2 separate regions of the Anas platyrhynchos genome follow, and region 2 is linked to region 1. The links are chromatin contacts, called in public Hi-C maps. All regions are on one chromosome and are shown on one strand. The core of a region is the stretch at or near the end of the contact, and the rest is flanking DNA. Distances in the headings are between cores, read along the strand shown.

Region 1 (5,148 bases), core at 182-2,681:
GAGCTATGTCACAGCCACTCCACACCTCCTGAAGTGGCGGGTATGGGTTTGAAGAACTACAGAGCACAAGCCCAGCTCTAATACTTACTTCTGCATCGTGTCAGACTCTTAAGGTAAAATCCTCATAAGCGTCACAGTGATTTTCATTCTGAAGTTCCATTTTTAAAAGTGACAGATTGCTAAATCACTTACCTGTAAGTATCAATTATTTGTTATCCATCTTTTCCAAAATGTGATGAGCTTCAATACGACACACGTCACAACTAATTAGCTCACGCTATTATAAGCTGTTAGCTAGCAAGAGAGAATCTCAATCTATCAGAAACCACCCATGGAAACCCCTTGAAGCTAAAAGTGCACCTGGCTAGCAGCAAGAGACTGCAGCAGGTGAGATGATGGGGAGTCCAAGAAGGTGCCGAAGGCATGCACTGCTGGATCTTACTCCTAGGGATCCAAAGGTGTCTCTTGAAAGTATCTCTCCTCCTCTTTCTCTGAGGCATTACCCTTAGTTAACACCAAGCTTTAGCGATGCCTTATGAGTAGCTTTGTGGTGACCACTGATATATTAAACACCACCAAGTCAGTAGCCTTTACAGATGGGTAGGATTAAACCTACTCTAGACTCTTGGCCTGCTGCTGCATTTCTAGGAGATCTCGGCTGGTTTGGACAATCCCTAGAGCTTACTGATCTTAATTCCGAACTGGGCAGACATTTCTTATTAACAAAACGCTGCAGCTCATTCTCCAGTGCACTGAGCTCTGCTCGTTGAGCCTAAAGCCTGGAATTTAAAAGGATAGCAGCCAGAGTTACTTTGTGCCCTTTGTTCCTTTACATGAAAGCCATTCATCAGGCTGACTCTGCTGAGTGGCTAAACCCCAAGCAAAACAACTGCAGCTGTAATAATTGTAGGATGGTAATAAGCAGCCATTAAAGAGCTTATAGAGATCGCAGAACCCACTGTTCTCCACAAGACCTTTTCTCTCCATCTTTTAAAGCGGCTAGTAGATCTGCTAACTTATTCTTAGCACTGTGGATGTCATGAATGTGACTGCTCTCACAGCAAAGCATAAGGAGAGGTGAGGACAAACACATAAATCCAGACTGTCACCAGAAAGATTTGGGTCAAGAGCAATGACCCTTTATTAGTAAATTCAATCCATCTTGCCATTTTAATTTTGAGACTTACACAGGGAAAAACACAAGTACATAATGTGCCTTAATGTAATTCCAGTGTGTAATCTTCCTACAGAAGAGATTTGAAGCATGCTCCTAATCTCAAGGGTAAACCCCATGAAACTTTTTTTTTTTTTTTTTTAAAGCAGTGAGAAGCACAAATCATCTAAAGGGCCTCTTCTGAAACCTACCCTGCATCAGCAAGAGGGCAGGACAAAGAGTTTGACCATGCCAACCTGAGGTTTCCACGCACATGACGTGTTTTATGCTGGTACAGTTCTCTCTCAGTCCTCCTCCTTCCTACCGCTGCCTGCGCTGGGCTTGCACAACCACAGAGCACCTTCATCAGTTATGACTTCAGTTTCAGCAGGCTTTTTGAAGAGGAAAAAAACCTTCCATCCCTCTGACATCATTTAGCTTTTAACACCCACAGTTCTTCATAAACTACCTCTTGTTGAAGCTGAATGTAATTAAGTCAGTCAACATACATCTGAAGTGCCGGTCTGAAGACGAAAACTGCACAAACCTGCCTTTGTTCTGCAAGATTTTCGGTTTTCCAACTGAAAAGGTTTCAGAGCACAGGAAAAGATCCAGCACATAATCTAGGAAACTCGGGCTGTTAATTGCAGAGTGTGGGTTTCCTTTAGCATTCTTACAAAAAGACTTTTTCTGTCTTATCCACAACTGTGTGTAATTGTTTGTTATGAACACTTCCCTGCAGAGACTCCATTCCTGGACACGCTGAGCAGTGAAACCCGTTGGAAGCGAACACCAGAGGGAGCAGTAAACATTTGTCTGGTAGGTGGGTTTTAAATTGGAGTTGCAACAAAAACGCATGGGAAACCTTTGGGAAACTAAAAAACAGTTACTGGTGCCTGTATTTCCAAATTGCACTGTTCTGCTAACCCAGCCTAACTCCCCACCAATGCAAGGTCAGTGAAGAACAAGAGTGCAGACAGAAACAGGTACGAATGATGCAAGCGTCGTTGTGCCGCCCCCTCACTCCACTCCTGACAACACCAAAAGATTCATTAAGTCTTCTGAGACTGTAAGACATTTATATAAAATGTTGTGTGCGTTTAGATAGATTACATGGAACTGAAAATATACCCAATATAGAGAAGATAGACGGAGTGGAGTGTGAAAATATACTGTGTTTATATATAAACACACAACTCAAACTCTACAGGGATAAAGCAAGAACACGGTTAAGAGACATACAAGAGAAGAAGAAATAAAGGATTGATATGCCAGCACCCCAGCAATGAACAAGTAACTACAGTGCTACCTCGAGTATTATTCTGCCAAAGATTTAAAAATGCTTGCAAGGGCAATGGAAGTATGGCTACGATCACAAAAACACAAATAGGTCAAGAAAACACTCCTGCTACACACTGCTCAAAGAAGTTCCCCCAGAAAACACTTCTTTTTTAAGGAAGAAGAAGAATGTGTCTGAAGACGAATGTGCTTTGCAATCAGGTGAGACAAGGCAGACCCTCAGCAGAAGCTTGCTTGGCAGGTGGCCTCAACACCTGCCTGGGGAACGCTAGTTAACATTCCCCATTTCCATGAAGCACTTCAGTTAATGAAGACACTCTCCCCCACAGAGAAGACCTGCATGTAAAGACTCTCAACTGTCTGAAGGACAACCAGAGTAAGACCTGCTGCTGCTGAACTGCTGGCAACAAACTGAGCCTTTTCCTCCTGCAGTCCCAGGCGTTCCTGCATGGGCCAGCTCCCAGCAGCCTGCACAGGTCAGGCTGTTGGCAGCAGTCTCACAAGCACCAGTGATGCCCTAGTGCTCAGCCATCTCTCAGAACAAAGCCTTTATGGTTGATTCAAGTAACAGTGGCAACTGGAAACAGAAAGGCATGAGATATGTAAGTTCCTAATACAAGAAACCCCTGCCCCGAGGCTGTCCTTGTGTGAGACCTTTTTAGCCCCCTACCCACAGCCTTCAGCCCTCGGACTAAGACAGCTGGTCACTGCATTCACTGTGCACCACGACTTGCTTGCAGCTGAATGCACCGACGTGGCTTGTAAGAAATGGCTTTTGGAAGACTGATGAAGGAAAATCTAGACTTCTGGGTGTTTGGTACCTCTCATTCTGGCTGCTGTCATGCCAGGCACTTAGCACGGATGATGTGCCATGCTCTGAATCTGCACCATCTGCTGCTCGTTAGCTGACAAAGGCAGCAACATGCCATCTCTCCACTAGCTGTTGCTCATTAGCTGACAAAAGCCGTTTTCAGTGATTGCATTGTTATTTCTGTAATAGTCTAATACAAAGGAGTACAAAAGAGCAAAGAAAGGAGGAAACAAAGATGACAGAGTACATTAGGAGCTGAACTAAGAACAGTATTGTACTCCCCAGTCTCCCAGAGAAAACCCTCCCAGCAGTGGGATGGAGGCCTTGTCCCGCAGGAACATCGGACAGCATTACAGATAATCTGTTCACCTCAAAATGCTTCCAAACGTCCAAAAATATTTCTAGGCTCTTCCTCTTCAGATTCTCTCACGTGTGATTCTGGATCTTCTAGACCCACGCCAGCGCACGCTCCAGGTGTACGCATGCCTGGGATACAGCCGGAGCAGGATCCAGGAGCTGTGCAGTCAACAACTGCACGCTCCCCAGGGAAGTCCTGTTGGTAAAGGCTCTGCTCCTGTCCAGAGGAGCCTCAGCCACCATTACAGATCACGTACACAGCTACAGAGCACCAGCAGCAGCAACTACAAGCCCACCAGCATTCAGAGGAGAACTGCACGAGCAGTACGCGAGGTCGCAGGCCAGCCAACAATCCAACGGGTGAGAAGTGGCAGAGCTGGGGAATGACTTACAAAAAGGTTCTCCAGTCTGGGAGATGCTCTGAAGGAAGTTATTTGCACTGCTGAGAACAAGAAATACTCCAGAACATTTACACTGACATGGTCAGTTGCTTTCCAAGCCCAGTTAGTGGCTTGGAGGAACAGCCAAAGAGATGCTCTGCTTCAAGGAGAGGCATTTCTCATTTACAACAAGTCCCCATCTTGGCTTCTTCCCTCCCTCTTATGCCTTTTCTCAACCCTCCTGCCTGGATAAAACTGGATTAAGCTTTTCTGCTGCCAAGTCACCATGGCATAAGGAAGAGTAAAGATATTCAGCATGCCAAACAGTGTACAGACAGCTGGCATAGGAAGTGTTAAACTGAGCACAGGTCAGGGCAGAGAGGAAGCCAGGAACATGACAGATGGTACGGGTTCTGGCGAAGGCAGAAGATGAAGAAAAAACCCACAAGCAAAGTGACGTGGTTCACAGAGAAGGTCCTCTACGCAGCAGACAGAAAAAACACAAGTGGAACAGAGGGAAGGGCAGCCACGAGTGGACCAAGCGCTGATAACCCTGCTTTTGCAGAACTCCTCCACACCCAGACCAGCATTTTTCACACCAGGGCTGCAGAAAACAAAAAGCAGAACCGCAGAGTTGTAAGTTTTCATCTCCAAAGGGTAACAAACGGAACGAAATGGCACAGTAATGGAACTCATCAGATGGTGCTGGGCACCCGTGTTCAACCATAAGGCAACCCAAAAGGGAGGGAAGGACGTTGCACTTGGCGGCACACGTGTGAAACTGCCTCCGTGGGCACGCCACAACACAGCTCGCTTCAGAGATATCAGCCTGCAGGACTGTCTGAATCCAGCAAGCAAGCTCTTATTCACACACAAACACTTTAAAGCAGGGTTAAAGCCTTTAAATGTGAAGCAGTTAGTCGATGAGGAATCACAGACAAAGCAGCTTAAAGCACGGCTCAGGGTAGTAACACACTGGGAACTCAGCCATCTCGTGCTGCTAATGCAACTCCTACGGCTTTGTCTCCACTATCAACAGCTCGGCTGATGCAAAGCAACATCTCAGCGGAAAACAAAGGGCTCTGCTTCTGCCGCAAGGTACGCGGTAGTAAGCAGAGCCCTATCCTGGTAGGAGGAAGGTAACAAAG
Region 2 (5,454 bases), core at 1,627-4,126, 82 kb before region 1:
GCAGGTTCTGTGAGGCAGAGACCTCACCTTCAGAGCGTGCCGCTGCTGCCCCCAGCACTGCCATCAATAACAACACGGATCCCGCCTGTTGTTTGTGATGCATCAACACGACAGTTTAGTTATTTCAGGATCAGATTTCAGTCTTGCTCGTTGCTTGACACAGCAGTGGTCTTTTATCTTTTGCTAGATAAGTAAGACAGATCTGTGCAGTGTAATGGATGGATTGAGTCCCCAGAGACAGCTCGCGGAGCAGCAGCCCCATTTTCAGAGGCATGGAGCCCTTTGCTTGGAACTTCAGATGCTGCTGACAGACTTGCGATAACCCTCCCTCTAGGCTCACCCAGCCTGCAGGGATGAAGGGATCCCAGGACTATTCCCAACAAGAGAAGTAATTTGTGTAGCATTTTTGGTTAAAACTTCATCTTCCCCAACGTTTCCAACAAATCTTTCTGTATCAGAACGCGCTGTCATCCTCCACTCCAGAGCAGACCGCACTCTGGCACTGAAAGGACATCATCCCATTTCGAGAATTCAATAATAATAAATGGAAAATGCCAACATTCAAAATTAAAAAAAAATAATACACAGACTCTCCTAACGCCTCCGTTAAAGCAAAGAAAAGAGCTATGAAGTCTGCTAGTGACTGAAAATGAACTCGACTTCCAGGTGATGAATTCAATTTATTGGTAATTCTCCAAAGAGAGGGAAATAGCTTTGGGGATGATGGCTGCATACAAAATAAACACCCTGGTCACTAATGATACTCATCGTTAAGCAGCAGCAGCTTAACATCAGCAGGGTTTGGGGAGGGAGCATCATCTAGCATAGGGCTGGTTCTGATGGCAGGCATGGCTGCAGCTCCGGCTCTCAGCCTGGTTTTGCTCAGAGCTGTGCACGAGGGAACAGAGAGGGCCCAGGGGAGCAGCTGCAGCTCCCCAGGCACAGCAGTGGTGTGCAGTGCTGGGCCTGGCCTTCATGCAGGACTTGGGGACTTGCTGTCACCGCTGGGGCCCCAGGAAAACTGCAGAGGGCAGCCTCGGTGGTAGTGGAAGTGCAAACTTTTGAGCTGCCTGCCTGTGCCATGGCTCACCTGATCTCTCTGTCTCCTGCCTAGCAGGTAGGAAGGCAGTCACACCTATTTTAGGGGAGATGGGATAATTAACCAATCCACTTGGTATTAAGCCTCTTGAAGTGTGTAGGCAAAGGGACTTACAAGAGTGCTGAGCATACTGCCAAGAAAAAGATGTCAATGCCAGAGCATTGTGTTCCCTATGACAGCGCAGGCAGCAGAAATTATTTTCTGCTGCCTACAAAGAAAACAGTGTTTTGCAGAATTTATCACTCTCCCCGGTTCCTTAGAAGCACAGCACCACACAGCTTTGAAAATACAACAGGCTTTGACTCCTGAACTTAAACCTAAATCATTATTACAATGCTCTTCAAAGGAGTCGTGTCCTGCTGGGGTTTATAGCTGAGAGCAAGTCTTCACCTCTCCCTGACCCACTTTACAAGTTTGTCCTTCCACCTCATTCATATGGAAAAGCTTCAGAAGGAAGCTGTGAATAGAGGCCACAGCGAAGGAGCAGCACATTTGTTTGTTTCGGAAGAGGCCCCATTTGCCTCATCTCGCTTTCAGACCTTCCAGGTAAGCTGGCAGCTGCTTTCAGCAAGCAGCAACCACCGAGATGGTTCCCCCGAATACAGCCCCTGCTCTTCTCCCTACCTCCAGTGCTTTTTGTGCTTTAGCCTCGCCTCTCCTTTCACTTGTCTGTGACTGGGGAGATGAATAGGCTGGGTTGTAAGAAATTTCATGTATTTGAATTCCCGCAGTACTCCTGCCTGTGATGCATGTGCCCCTGCAGAGCAGGGGGGCTGTGGTGCCTCCGAGTGCTCTGAGCCTGGATGATCCAAGGTTGACTCATGGACACAAATTTCATCCACACAGCTAGGTCCCTGTTGCCCAGGGTGGTTCGGTTGGAGCTGCCTGGTTTTCCGCCCTTTGCTGTGGGATTTGCTACAGGATTAATCTGTCCTGGAGGGCAGTACGGCTTGGGCAGGCCTTTGGGAGGGGCCTGCAGAGCCTGCAGATCCAGCAGCACCTCAGCGGTGGAGAAGAGCAGGGAAATAAATATAGACTTCTTTTTTTTCTTCTTGTAGTCAACCAGGGACCTCATGATTGCCATTTATTGCCTTATTAACCCACTTTTATTACCGCATTTACGATGTTTGGAAATCCCACACCTGACGGAGAAAGGCCTGCGATGAACCAGCTATGCTCAGGTGTTGTCCTTCATTAGGGCTGGCCCACAAAGAGGTTTACGGGTCCATTGCTCTCCCCTCGAGATCTATCGTGTCTCGACTTGGGCAGAATATGTCACAAACCTTTTTTTAAAACCCTGAAACAGCCCCTCAGACTGCTGCTGCCTCTCACATCTTTGGGAGCACACCAAGCACACCACAGCACAGACCAAGCCCCCCCCAGCTGCTCCCTGCCATGTTGCGAGCACCTCTGGCCTACAGCATGCTGCTCTTTCAAAGCACGTCCATGGATTGCTAACACCTGGCCAAAATTAGACTTCGCAAAACCTTTGGCTTGGAGGATCAATACCTATAGATCACCAGAAAAAACGCAGCTTGCATTGAAAATATCCCCACTAATCCTAGCCTGCCCCCGAAAGGTCAGACCCCCCGAGGCAGGCAGTGCTGGGCGCACAGGACGTGTCTGTGCCCACGGTTTCGGTGCCTGGGTCACTCAGCCCTGCCTCCAGCTGGTGCAGCAGCAGCACCAACTGGGCGGCAGCTCAGAGGAGCTTTTGACGCCAGGCAGTGCCTTAAATCGTCGGTCGGTGTTTGCAATTCAGTGGGCTGTAAGCAGGAAGGTCTCCAGATAAGACCATTAACTGCTGCATAAGGGCTTTTGTGCCTAGCTCCTAGTTGGCAACAAAATTGTGCTGATTCTGATGCAACAAGCTTTAATCCTGTTACGTTATCGACTGGATATTGCTGGGTTTAAACATTCCCAGTAGACACAATGTCCTTGAAAACTCATTGTCTCACTAATTCCCAGCGTTTCACTTGAAAGCATAATCCTAAATATCACAGCAACCAATGGCCACGGCACCCTGCATCCACCCTGGGACCTTGTTCTGTCTGGTATTTCCTACATGACCGCAATCCACCGATCCAGCCTCAGCAGCGCTGCTAAGAGACCCAGCACGGTGCTGCTGAAGCTGGATGATGGATCACCCTAAAACCACACACCCTGACAGTCGGGGAGGCAACCAGGGAAGAAATACCTCAGGAAAGGGAAAGTCTTTCAGAAGAGCAGTAAGAAGGAGAGGGCACAGCAGCCATTGTCATGCACCTGAGTTTGATTGCAAACCGAGACTGCTCATGGGTGACTCCTTCAAGTGCAATGTCAGCCCAGGGCTTTGAGCTCCCCAAAACCTCCTGGTTCAGCCACTCAGTCCACCACAGTTAAGCAAGCGCCCACATCAGTGCATTTTGGGAGTGTGATAAGCACATCACTGCAGCGGCACGGCGTAAGGGGAACAAAGAACTAAAGCAGGAACAACAGCACCCAAAGATTCTTTCTGTAAGACAAAGGAAAGGAAAGGAATGAAAAGTAACTCACGGTGTTTTCAGAAGAGGGAGCCAGAGAGAATCAGACAGCCTGGGAAGACACTTTTGTCTCTCAAAATGAGCTGCCTCTGCCATGCCTCAGTCAGACAGGACCTGGTTGGGTTGGAAGTGCCAGGTGAGGCCGTGCTGTGCCTCCTGAATGGCCGGGGCTGATGTGTCTCACCGCATGCTGTGTTTTAATACGATTTAATAGAAAATTTAATAGAAAATGATTCACAGGAGGTGAACCCACTCCAAGCACCCACTCTGCAAGTTTCCCAGCCCCAAACCCTGAGCTGTTCACAACCAGCATCCACCCCAGCAGCCAGCTGGGCTCCGAGCTCTGCAGCTCTCAGGACAAGATGCAGTTTGCGTGCAAGCCACCGAGCCCCTGTTGCAGCAGCAGCTTGCACAAACAAGCTCCTTGAGTATGCCAGGGAGTCAGCTCTCACACCAACATTTTGCCTCGCACTCTCTGTCCCCTGCTGAAGATCTGCAGCTCTGTGAGTCTCCGCCAGTGCTCCTGCCCTGCAGGTGAGCAGCAGCCCGGAGTGACAACTGGCTCAGCCCAGGGCAAGGATCACCACCTCTGCGAGCAGATCCCCGCGGCTTTTGGTGCCTTCAGCTTTATCAAGAGGAGCCAGGGAACATCAAATGTGATGGCAGCAGCATGAGTGGGCAGCAAAGGCCAGGAAGCACAGAAAGGTTTTGGGGAATCTGGGATGGAGAGGTCAGCGTCTGGTATGTAAAACAGACAATTTCAAGATTAACTCCCATGGGATGCAAAAGGCCTCACAATTAGCTCCAACGCTTGCCTCAGGCTCATCAGCCAATTTTCTCATCTGCTCCTGCACCCACACACTGTGCAGTCCCCGTTGCTTAGAAAACACAGCAGGGGGGCGGAGGAGAGAGGCCCGCCCCGGTCACACACATTCTGCTCCCGGGGACAGCACCTGACCTGAAGGGGATGGGGAGCCTGGATATAAATACCTGGTCAGCTCAACCATTCCCAGCTTTGTGCATAAATTACACGTACAGAGCAAAGGTACTTGCAGGTCTTGGATTCACAGCCCTGTAATTTTGGCTCTGCAGAGAAGACTGAGCATGGCAAACATCAGCGACAGAGCAGAAGGAACAGATACGCTTCTGAGCTGGTCGGCAGCAGGGACTGGTGCTGGGGTTTTCAGCTTCGCCTGCAGGAGCTCCCAGCAGTCAGGCACCCAAACAGGACCCCACTGACCTCTTTGGTCAGCTTGAAAGCAGTAAACACGTATTTCCCCTTTTCCACCTCACTTTACATTGCTCTTTCATATGTGCTTAACAGTGAAAGGGTTAACGTGGAGGAAGAAGTCCCCCGATACCTTCCTTTGAATGTGATGGAAATGTCGAGTGACCCCTCTGGTCCAGCGTGCTCACTCAGACCAGAGCAACCTCATTAGCAACAATAAATTCAAAGCAGATGCTTCCTCATTAGCAACAATAAATTCAAAGCAGATGGGGAAATCGCGCTCCATTCTCTGATCCAGCTTTCAAAGTCCTTTGATTTCGGAATCCCTCAGCTGCTCTTTGACTTTCCTCACCTGTCAAATTCCCTGGCAAGATTGATAGGGTCTGGACAGGGGGGACATCAGTGCAGATTCTGGTACCGGCTCTCTCCCCTGCTGAATCTCCCACATCTGACCATGTTAATTGCGGCTCCTCTCTCTGCCTTTGATGTAAAGACTTGCTTTGATTTTTTCCTATCCTTCTTCCATCACCAGCTTATTACAACACTTTGCAAGGGTCAACAGCCAACTCCTTGCCATGTCTGCATAGCTTCCTTTATAAATAAAC

The links. A called contact is a pair of places that touch in the nucleus more often than the background predicts.
Region 2: a contact with region 1 is called in a Hi-C map of F5 follicle, with 2.3 times the contacts expected there. The contact joins two enhancer-like sites. A contact is called at or near these places in 4 of 8 Hi-C or Micro-C datasets (F5 follicle, liver, small yellow follicle and 1 more).

What each region holds. Positions count from the first base shown.
Region 1 is chr5:49,663,669-49,668,816 of IASCAAS_PekinDuck_T2T, reverse strand. All of the region lies in intron 9 of LDLRAD3 (low density lipoprotein receptor class A domain containing 3), which reads right to left. Among named protein-coding and RNA genes, the nearest start is that of PRR5L, 98 kb to the left of the region's middle. Within about 2 kb of position 1,431, at least 1 of the 8 cell types and tissues checked has an H3K27ac peak or open chromatin away from gene starts, as enhancers often do.
Region 2 is chr5:49,746,828-49,752,281 of IASCAAS_PekinDuck_T2T, reverse strand. No RefSeq gene overlaps it. Among named protein-coding and RNA genes, the nearest start is that of PRR5L, 14 kb to the left of the region's middle. Within about 2 kb of position 2,876, at least 3 of the 8 cell types and tissues checked have an H3K27ac peak or open chromatin away from gene starts, as enhancers often do.